3 separate regions of the Pan troglodytes genome follow, and regions 2 and 3 are each linked to region 1. The links are chromatin contacts, called in public Hi-C and HiChIP or PLAC-seq maps. All regions are on one chromosome and are shown on one strand. The core of a region is the stretch at or near the end of the contact, and the rest is flanking DNA. Distances in the headings are between cores, read along the strand shown. Region 1 holds the start of LDHB (lactate dehydrogenase B). Region 2 holds the start of GOLT1B (golgi transport 1B). Region 3 holds the start of PYROXD1 (pyridine nucleotide-disulphide oxidoreductase domain 1).

What was found. Hi-C and Micro-C count contacts between places; a contact is called where the count stands out from the background. HiChIP or PLAC-seq counts read pairs in DNA pulled down with a chosen protein or histone mark.
Region 2: a contact with region 1 is called in a Hi-C map of stem cell-derived neural progenitor cells, with 2.4 times the contacts expected there. The contact joins the promoter of GOLT1B here to the promoter of LDHB in region 1. A contact is called at or near these places in 1 of 7 Hi-C or Micro-C datasets (stem cell-derived neural progenitor cells) and 1 of 1 datasets of contacts at active chromatin or transcription factors (stem cell-derived excitatory neurons).
Region 3: an H3K4me3 HiChIP or PLAC-seq map of stem cell-derived excitatory neurons shows a contact between it and region 1, with 2.9 times the contacts expected there. The contact joins the promoter of PYROXD1 here to the promoter of LDHB in region 1. A contact is called at or near these places in 1 of 7 Hi-C or Micro-C datasets (stem cell-derived neural progenitor cells) and 1 of 1 datasets of contacts at active chromatin or transcription factors (stem cell-derived excitatory neurons).

Annotation. Positions count from the first base shown.
Region 1 is chr10:73,867,729-73,871,256 of NHGRI_mPanTro3-v2.0_pri, reverse strand. It overlaps LDHB (lactate dehydrogenase B), which reads right to left and starts at 1,654. Exons shown (of 8, transcript NM_001098561.1): 1 at 1,568-1,654.
Region 2 is chr10:74,019,605-74,023,058 of NHGRI_mPanTro3-v2.0_pri, reverse strand. It overlaps GOLT1B (golgi transport 1B), which reads left to right and starts at 1,806. Exons shown (of 6, transcript NM_001252004.1): 1 at 1,806-1,960. The coding sequence starts at 1,936. It overlaps RECQL (RecQ like helicase), which reads right to left and starts at 1,551. Exons shown (of 16, transcript XM_520788.7): 1 at 1,425-1,551; 2 at 1,182-1,227.
Region 3 is chr10:74,083,837-74,087,032 of NHGRI_mPanTro3-v2.0_pri, reverse strand. PYROXD1 (pyridine nucleotide-disulphide oxidoreductase domain 1) reads left to right here and starts at 1,569. Exons shown (of 12, transcript XM_520786.9): 1 at 1,569-1,777. The coding sequence starts at 1,694.

The DNA.
Region 1 (3,528 bases), core at 405-2,904:
AATTTGGAGACAACTGTGTAACAACTATTTTATCTTATAGCTTTTTTTCCAAAAAATATTTCCTCCCATCTATAAGGATAAATTAAAAGGAGATTCTTTCGCCTTTACAGATCACATTTACAGTTTCCTAGTGGACGTTAAAGAGAGAAGATGCAATGTTGTGCAAGTGCCTCCACAAATAGATGACCTTAAAATGAAATAAATTCAGACATGGCCTGCATTTTAAACAGGCTCAGAAGAAAGAATGCTGCATCTCTTTTTGAAGGACGACACACATGAATAGTTGTTCTGCACTTAAGTTTATTGTTGTTAGATGGTCTGTTTACGACCATTTTGGTATACAGGGGGCCCAGGAAGCAGTGGAAAATGAAAATGCAGAAACAGTGGCTATATAAATACAGATTCGTTGTTCTGATAGACCTTTTAATTTAGAAAACTTCAGGAAGTACAATTTAAAGGCTCGAACCAGATTTTCTTTCAGATATTTCTGGAGAAAGTGCTTTTCTTCAATTTTTCCTTAAAAGGAGTTTTAAGAAATGAGAAGAAAATGGTCTGCATGATATACAGGCCTGTGCCAACATCAGAGTGCAGGCTGTAAGGAACAAGAACGACAAACGGTAAAAATCTCTGAGTCTTGGTCCCTTATGTCTCCTCACTGCTGTGGATATAAATCATTAGAAATAAACGAGTGCCTTAATTTCAGTAACAAAGATCTTCTTTGCAGAATCTTTCTCACCGTAATCTTTTAAAAATTCAGGTTTTGCTTTTGAATTCCTCCCCTCCCCCCATTCCCCAGGACCTTACTGCAGCTTGTACTGCTCGCGGTGCGCACAAACCATCTTTTCCTCAGGGCACCGGCAGCAAAGAACAGCAGATCACGAGGGCATGCAGAAGCTAGATATGTCCCCGAGTAAGGTCTGTGGGGACAAGTCTAGGACTTCCTTACTCGGAGCACCCAAGGCTGGTAAAGTAAACGAAGCCCCTAAGCATCCAGAAAAGAGGCCCTGCAGAAAAGAACTGGCGCATAGCTCCTGGAAAGACCGTCAGAGCCGGGTAAAAATAAGTGCAGCGCCAAAGGTGCTGGTCATCTAGGTGCCTTTCTCCTCATCCCAGCGAGTGCAAGGGCATTTCTCTATTACCGTGGCAATATGTTCAAATATTCGAGGTAAAGATCGTCCAGCCTTCATAGGCCACCTCGTTCCGTCCCCCTCCCCCAGCTACTCGGGCACGTGTCCCGACTCCCGCCAGCAGGCCGTGGGGGTGATGTGGCCGCCATGAGCCCACCAAGGACAAATAGGGCCTGGTTTTAGCTGCAAATGCAACAAGTCTCTCCCCTGAGCCGCAGCTGCTACCCTCTGCCTTCTGCTCCTCCGCCAGGGCACGGCCCGCCCTGCGCCCCAAACTGAGCGGCAGAGTCAGGGCCCGAGGCCGGATGCTCAGAGCTAAAGGCCGCGGAGGACAGATGTGCTTCTTCCTCCTTCCCGCGTCTCCCCACACAAGTACTACCCCGCACGTCCCATCAGGCTTGTCTGTGGGCCAGGATTTAGGGTCCTGAGCCGAAACCTACCAGGAGAGAGAAGGCTCTGGAGACCTCTGTAACAGTCGTGCGGAGAAGACAATGTCAGCGGCGTGCGTCTCCTCGGGCGCCGGCTCTGCAAGGAGGGAGGAGGGGGCGGGGCCCCACAACCACCGCAGCCTCTTAGGTTTCTCCATTGTGATTGGAAATCCGAGTACCGCCTACCCCTCCCCTCGGCTCGCTCAATCCCCTTCAAGGACAAGGGCTCAAGTGTGCACACTCCCTCCCCCACCCTCCAGATGAGGAGGTCTCCTTCCAGACGCTTCCGCTCTCAGCTGGTCTCACATCTCGCAGGCTCTTCAATGCGGAGGCCAAGTTATTTATAAAACTTGCCCATCCCCGACTCTTCTGGACTTTAACGCTCTTGTTCTATTAGATTTAGTACAAATTGAAATAAATTTCTTTTTTTTTTTTTTTTTTTTTTGAGACGGAGTCTCGCTCTGTCGCCCAGGCTGGAGTGCAGTGGCGCGATCTCGGCTCACTGCAAGCTCCGCCTCCCGGGCTCACGACATTCTCCTGCCTCAGCCTCCCGAGTAGCTGGGACTATAGGCGCCCGCCACCTCGCCCGGCTAATTTTTTGTATTTTTAGTAGAGATGGGTTTTCACCGTGTTAGCCAGGATGGTCTCGATCTCCTGACCTCGTGATCCGCCCGCCTCAGCCTCCCAAAGTGCTGGGATTACAGGCCTGAGCCACCGCGCCCGGCCAGAAATAAATTTCTATGTTGCATTTCAGTTAAACTTTAAAGGACTTAAAAAAATACATCTGAATTTAGATCAACTCCGTTTTAAAGTTCTTTTGATGAAAATGACTATTTTTTTCAACCTGTTTCGATAAACACGCAATGATTGCTTACTCATTGCCTGACAAGACCAATGAGGCTTTGTCCCTGCCTTCTGAAGCTCCCCTACAATTCCACCTGGTCTCAAGGTCAGGCTTTGCCCTCTAGGGGAAATGTGGGACCACTAAGTGAGATGCACTTTCTTTTTTAGTCCCTAATCGACTCCAAAGCTGGATGTTGTCATTCATTCTGTCTTCAACACTCAGCCAGTGCTTGGTACCTAAATATAGCATTGATGAATAAATGAATGAATGATAAATTGGAGGAATTCTGAAGAGTCTGGCTTCAGTTCTGTTTTCTTATAATTAAAATGCTTTCAAATATAGCCATCTCACAAACTCCCTGTATGTGAAAAGAAGTGTTTTTTTTTGTAAATGCATATTTCTTGTATATGACCACTAATTCTATAATTATTGCTTCAGTTTATTCTCAGTGCCAAGCATTGGTAAAAAACATAAATATAAGACTATGCCCTTTGAGGTGTTCCTAGTCCATTGGAGACAGACAAGTAGGCAACCTATTTCAATTACAATGTGATAAGTGGCAATAGAAATTTGGTTAAAGTACAATAAAAATTCAGAGTAAAGAATCACTAAGAGAAGGGTTTGTTGAGAAGAATTCATAAGCCTCAAACTCTCCTAGCATAAATCATTCAGCTAGTGGGGACTTTGACTGAAGATACAGTCCAATTACAAATTAAAATGTGATGGTGAGGAAAAGAGCTTGGAGATAATCTCAAAAGTATTACATTAACCCTAAATCCAAGTTTGAAGCAAGAATAGCCAAGTCAGCCTAGCAAGTTATCTAGAAGCCACCCTAGATTTCTTTTTCACCTACTTTGCAAGTCAGATATTTAGACTTTACTTCTAAATATCTTTCCACTTATTCCTCTTCTTGCCATCCCCATTACTGTGTAGCTTTGGAGATGAGGTAGGAAAAAATGAAAAGAGGTATCTATTTCCTTCCTCTACCCTCATTTCCATTCCTCGCCACAAGGTGTTCTAATCTGATTGAACAAAGTGAATGCTCTAGTATGTAACTCTAAATGCCAGGAGAGCATACTACCCCTCTCAAACAGTTGAGAATTGTATACCCTGGCAAGTTATCTTTTAT
Region 2 (3,454 bases), core at 557-3,056, 150 kb before region 1:
AAATTACTATGTTAGGCAAAGTTGCATATGCTGTTCCTCCAAGCCTCTTTCCCTACCTGTAAAACTGGGAGGATGGCAATCTTATAAATAAGTTGGATAGATTCAAATGTACCAGATTAAGCAAAATACATCAACATAAATAATAAAATTAATCATCTAACATTTTATTGAGCCCTTGCGTTAAAGAATTACAATATAAGCCCAATCTTAAAAGAGAAATTGGTGTTCTACAGAAAAGCTAGATTTTCTAGGTTAGAGGTGGGGGGAGGGGAAAATGGTTTGTATTAATGATTTCTAAGTATCTATGAATGACTAAAACCTAAGCATGCATATGGACAAGTGGAAAATGGGGCTGGAGAGTAGAAACTTTAAATTCCCCATAATCCTAAAAACACCTCTTCTATCTCTCTAATATGGACATTTTCTAAAACTAAGATGCTCTCCAAAAGTCACTTCTGCAACACCTATCCTTAGACTGCTGACCTTACGCCCTTTCTACACAGAATTCTGAAGCCACCACTAGGCCGGAAAGATAGGCTGACTCTTTTTTGCCTTGCTAAAGAATGTGGAATAACCACACCATTAAAAGAAGGCTAAATAGGAGAGTAAACCAAGGATTTCTAATTCTTGATCTATACAAACATCTCTTCACGTAATGAAAATGTAACATTCCTTCCATAGACTGTAAGGTCCTTTAGCAGGGCTGGGGTTCAATCTCTTCACCTTTGTATCCGCACAGCCCAGGAAAATGCCTTGATATAGTGAGGGCTCAGGTTTGCTAAGGTAGCAGGGGCTGTTTCTACCCTTATGAAAAGACACAGTCTATATCCAATTCTCCCCCACGATTTTAAATGACTCCTTTGATTATGCGGTTAAAAGACTGCTCCTTCCCAAAATGATGTGATTTAACAGCAAAAGATATCTCAACATAAAATGTATCCAGAAATTGAACTACAGCAGGTCTGTCACTCAGCAGTATAAGCTAGGCATCCACAGGAAAAATGTTACAGGGTGACAGCCAGTCATCAATGTTGGAGGAAACGGCACTGAGATACCATAGGCTAAATCCTCTCTCTCCCCGCCACCTGCATTTAGAGGCAATAGTAATTTAATATTAATAACGCCCGCCCTTCCGCTACTGTGAAGCAGGGGGTGGAAGAAGCATCCCCAGTAGTATTTACCAACAAATGGCAGCTGCTAATAAACAGGCTTTGGTGGCCAATCCTCCTGCATGGAAAAGAATGGGGAGATCAGAAGACCGGTCAGCAGGCGAACGTGCCCCTAAAGGCCCGAGTTCTCAGAGCAGGGCAGTGATTAACTTTCCGGTTTCTCCTCCGCCAATGTGTGGGCGAAAGGAAGTGATCCGCTACAGACCGGCCTCGCCCTGCAGCAGGAAAGGGAAGGATGAAACAAAAAGCGCACACCCTTGACCCTTCAAAGCTGTAACAGTAGTTATCCCAGAGCCTCTCCCCACCGAGAAGCCCAGTCTAACTCTCCGGTGTTTGACTCTCCGGTGTCCGACTGTCCTGTGTCCGACTCTCCGATCTCCGACTCTCGGATCTCCGACACCAAAGCACCCAGGCCTCGAGCAGATCTTTCCGCTACTCGGGAGTAAAATCTTCCCGCCAGCCAGCTGAGAGCATCCACCCTTCCGGGTCGGTCCGTTCAGCCAATCACAGATAACTCCCTTCTCTAATTGGTCAAGGGGTGTGGTCACCATGCGCGTCACCGAACAACATTACGAGTTATTGGTTGAGATTGGAAGCAGGTTTCGCCAATAGGAAGCGGTCTTAAAGCGGCAGTGAGGGTGGCTGCGTGTTTCCGGAAGACGTGGCGGCTCTCGCCTGGGCTGTTTCCCGGCTTCATTTCTCCCGACTCAGCTTCCCACCCTGGGCTTTCCGAGGTGCTGTCGCCGCTGTCCCCACCACTGCAGCCATGATCTCCTTAACGGACACGCAGAGTAAGCACCTGCTCCGGGGCCCCCGCCTCGAGCCGCGCACACCCATCGCCCGGCTGGGTCTCGCCCCTCCGCCGGGGTCAATGAATGAAGCTCTGGGTTGGGGGCGGTGGCCTGCGAGACAGAGCTAGGGCTGCTGGGACCCTAAGGGGCTGCCTTCGGGATGCCGGGGCTAGACTTGCACTGGCGGACCTGACCTGGGAGAAGAGTCTGTGGGGCAGGGTGGGACGCCCTATGTTGGGAGGGGAGCTTTAGCCGAGAGTCTGTCTCATTCCAGGGTCGCGCTGATCTCCTCATCCCCAGTGAGATGGGCGCTTTGTTCTAGGGGCTTGCCACAAGAGAAAGTTTGCGTGGTGCCCGCGGCCCACTCTCGGGATCGTTTATGCGCATGACACACTTCGGGTCCTCTACAAGTCCCTGGCTGGCTGGTTATTTGGGAGGCGGTATTTTAAATGTCACCTACAGTAGGCTCTTTTTGAAAATGTCCTTACGCTTAAATGTGGCATTTTGAATATTCGCTTTTTGCCAGTACTGTAAGCAGCCTTTTAGAAATCTCTTGAAACATTCTCACTTTTCTACCTGCTAAAGTTTCAAGCAGTAGAGAAAAACCACTTTGTGTGCCATTAAAGGATATATTTCGTTAGTATTGTATATTGTGCTTTGTGGCTTGTTTTATTATTTTAGCATCACTCTCTGCCTGCCACAGAGTTCTCCAGGCCTATTTCATCTCTAAAGCTAGCATTGATATCGGTTTCCTTTTCTTTCATTATAATATTTCCACTTTTCCTACTGCTTTTTGTTAATATTAATAATTTTTGTATTTATGTCTGCCCAAGCTCTGTACCTCATATTTTGATGTTCATAAGAGTCTCTTTTTGTCTCACTTTGCTTTATCTGCCATGCCTTTCATTTCACTCCAGTTAACTCAGATTTTCAATATTTTAAGACTTAAACAGTGAATTGAAGTGAAAAATAGAAGTTTATTTAAAATGCCCTATTTTAAAGTGGAGTCTTCTTGTGGAGATTCAAGTCATGGCAGACCAACTTCACAGAGCTTCTAAGGCCTCCTACACAAACTGCCACCCCCCAATCAGTCTGTCTTCCCTCCTGAGGCTGGACTGGGGCTGCCTCTTGGGGCCACCTGCCCCAAGGTTGCCGCCCACTTTGGTCCATTGGCCTGGCCTGTTCTGATCAAAGAAAATAAAAGTGTAGTCTTGAGGGGGTAGGAATCTAGTGTAATAATAATTACTGGCAATTATATAAAGGTATTTTCTTTCAGTTTACCATGTGCTTTCATGTGAATCATTATGCATAATTCTTATAAGAGCCCTGTAAGGCTCACAGAAGCATGCCCCTTTCATAAGTTAAATGAGGCACAAAAGAAATTGAGTGCATGGTCAAAGAAAAAGTGACAGAAACAAAACTTGATCCCAGGTGTGCTGGCTCAGAAACCTTTTGCACTGTACCCCACTATCACCTAAGAAGACTTGATATAAA
Region 3 (3,196 bases), core at 320-2,819, 220 kb before region 1:
AATCTTTAGAAGGACTTCAGGGGAGTTTCATGCTCCACCAACTTCCTATTTCGTTCAGCACATTTTTGTTGAATACATACTACCTACTAAACATTGGAGATACAAAGGGAGACAAAAATAATCCCTGAGATTATGTAAGCAGTTTATGGTGGTGGTGGGGTCAGGCAGTAAGAATTTACAATAAAGTGGGATAAGTCTAAATTTAGAGGATGACAAAGTGCTATAGGAACACACAGAGAGGACACCTAGCTGTCTTGAGGATGTTAGATAAAGTATCTTAAAGGGGAAGCAATGGCTTGATGAAACCAAAGGCTGATGAGTTAGCCAGGGAAAAGTAGTTGGGAAAAAGATGTGTGCAAACGCTCAGAAAGAAAATGGCATATCCTGGGATCTGGAAGTGTAGTGTGGCCTGAATGGAACACAGTGTGAATGAGATAATGTGAAAATAAGTTGAAGCAAGATTAGATCTAAATGAGCGTAAGGAATGTATTTCCTCCTCCTAGAAATGAATGCTTTGTTTGGTTGCTATACTAGTAACAGGAATTAGACACGTTTATTAAACCGCTTACCATTTAACTTGGTAAATCAAAGAACAATGATTTTTAAAGGTATCAGTAAATACCCGTAATTAGATACGTGGTAGGCTTTCCTGTTAATATATAATGGTTATTCTCAGTGTTTAAAGAATTAAAGGGACTCGGGTAATTACCAGTTTTAGAGTGAATCATTTGAGAGATAATACCTTACCATTACAAAACAACTCCTAGGGAAAGTTATATGAGACAGCAATGGTAATAGTAAATAGTAAAATAATATGAATAGTGAATAATATAGTAAAAAGAGTTAAAAATGATTTAGCAATTTCTTAAAAACAATTGACCACGAAAAAAATTCACAGTAAAACCGAGACTGGGAATATTTCATTCAACCCTCACACATGCTGCTATTGACTGGAAATTTAAGAAATGTTCATTTGTTTTGACAAAATGGAAAGCAACTGTACATTCTTCCTGGAAACTTTAGCTGAGGTCAAAGTTGTAAATGAAAAGGATGATTTTTTAGAGAACAATTCAGTAGTATTGTTTTGCCTTGTCATGGAGAATTTTTGTGCTTCCACAAACAAAAATCTTGGATTGTTAGGTGAACGGTGGCAATCAAGTGGTTTTCAGAAGACTCAAGTTTCTTCATCTACAAAAATGACAGGAGTGGGGTCAGGATGTTCCCGAAGGCTCCTTCTACTAATAAAAGCATAAGATCTGTGCCTCTAATTTCTCGCAGAAACAAATAATGAGAACTTCACACCAATTCATTTATTATATGAATGTTTTGTCCCGTGAGAACACTGGTCTATCTTTAGATATGTAATTTATCAAACTTCTTTGGGTAACCCATCTTCTTTACTTTTTTATTTTTAATTTTTTGGTCTTCTCTTTGTCAAATTTTCATGGAATAACTACATTCAGGTGTAGTAATAGTAACGCAAAGCTCTGAACACCAGGAGACAATTCGTTGCTTCCGAAACGCAGCCGGCAGCAGGTACTCGAGATGAGTAGTGTGAGCTCCCGAGCACCCGTAGGTCGGATTCTCTGGATAAGGCACCGGAAGTGACCGCCTCGCGGCTGCTTCCTCTCCTGGAGTCCAGAGTGCCGCTGCTCCGCCGCGATATTCAGTAAACCACTGGGAGTCCGGCAGCATGGAGGCAGCGCGCCCTCCCCCGACGGCAGGGAAGTTCGTGGTGGTCGGCGGCGGCATCGCGGGCGTCACTTGTGCGGAGCAGGTAGGGCGGTGCTCAGGCGGTTCCGCCTCTTTCCCCGACCCCAAAGGGGATAGCACTGGAGGCCTTCCTCCCACCCCCTCCCTTTTTCTTCTTCCGGGTTCCTTTTTTGCTGCGCCCTTTTCCGCACTTATTGCTCCCAGATTTTAGAAACTGCTTGGTGGTCCTCAGATGACCTCACTAGCTTTCTCTTAAGCGCAGGGAGGAGTGGGAGGCAAATTATAGCCGAGAAACCAAAGCTGGCTGATCCGTGCTCAGATCCTTGTAATGTCAGAGCAGACATGAGGACTTTGTATTTAGACAAAAAATTCAGCCCCCTTTCTTTTTTTTTTTTCTTTTTTTTTCTTTTTCTTTGAGACGGAGTCTCACTCTGTCGCCCAGACTGGAGGGCAGTGGTGCGATCTTGGCTTAATGCAAGCTTTGCCTCCCGGGTTCAAGCGATTCTTCTGTTGCGTCAGCCTGTAGCTGGGATTACAGGCGCCAGCCACCACGCCCCGCTAATGTTTGTATTTTTAGTACAGACGGGCTTTCACCATGTTGGCCAGGCTGGTCTCGAACTCCTGGGCTCAAGCAGTCTGCCCGCTTCCGCCTACCGAAGTGCTGGCATTACAGGCCTGAGCCACAGCACCCGGCCCTCAGCCCCCTTTGTTAATTATCGTAGGTGATTGAGTTTAGTTTCCAGATAGTTGCCAAGTCTTTAGTGCATCTTAACTAATTAATAAAGAATCCCATACGTAAGTTTTCTATACTTCGAACTCCCAAGATAGAAGAAACTTTATTTCTAGTAAAGTTTTGTAAAACAATCAGCGAGGGATTAAATGCATGTAGGGCTTGCTTTCTTGATTATACTGAATAGCCAGAGCATATATATTCAGATACATGTGTGTATTCCAAAAAGTTCTACATTATTTTGTTGATACAAAGTAAACATGAGCAATCACTGAAGTCATAAGAAATAGTGGAAGAAACTCAAGTGTTTTCATCGTTGGATGCGTATTTTCCGTTTATTCACTAAGTAAACATATATGATGCAGGCACCGTATTAAGGGCTGAGTGTTCAACTATGAACAGCATGGTATACCATGCTAGGGACTCACAGCCTGCTGGAAGAGACAGTATTACAATATTGTATGTCTATGCAAGAGATATCAACGGTTATCTTAGGGGTGCCTGTGGAGTAGGTAGGGACTGAATTAGGGAAGAGGAATTTTTTTTTAATCAAAGGAGGTATTTTTAAAATCTCATTATGAAAGAATGAGTGAAAGTTCACCAAGTATTCGAGAAAAGAATGTCATCTCCAGTGGAAAAGCATGGATCATCAGGGAGCAGTAAAGCTTAAAGCATAGATCATAAGGAGTCTTATCATGCTAAGAACTTAACAAGAATTTACAAGTAGTCAAATGTTTTTGAGCAGTGGAGTAA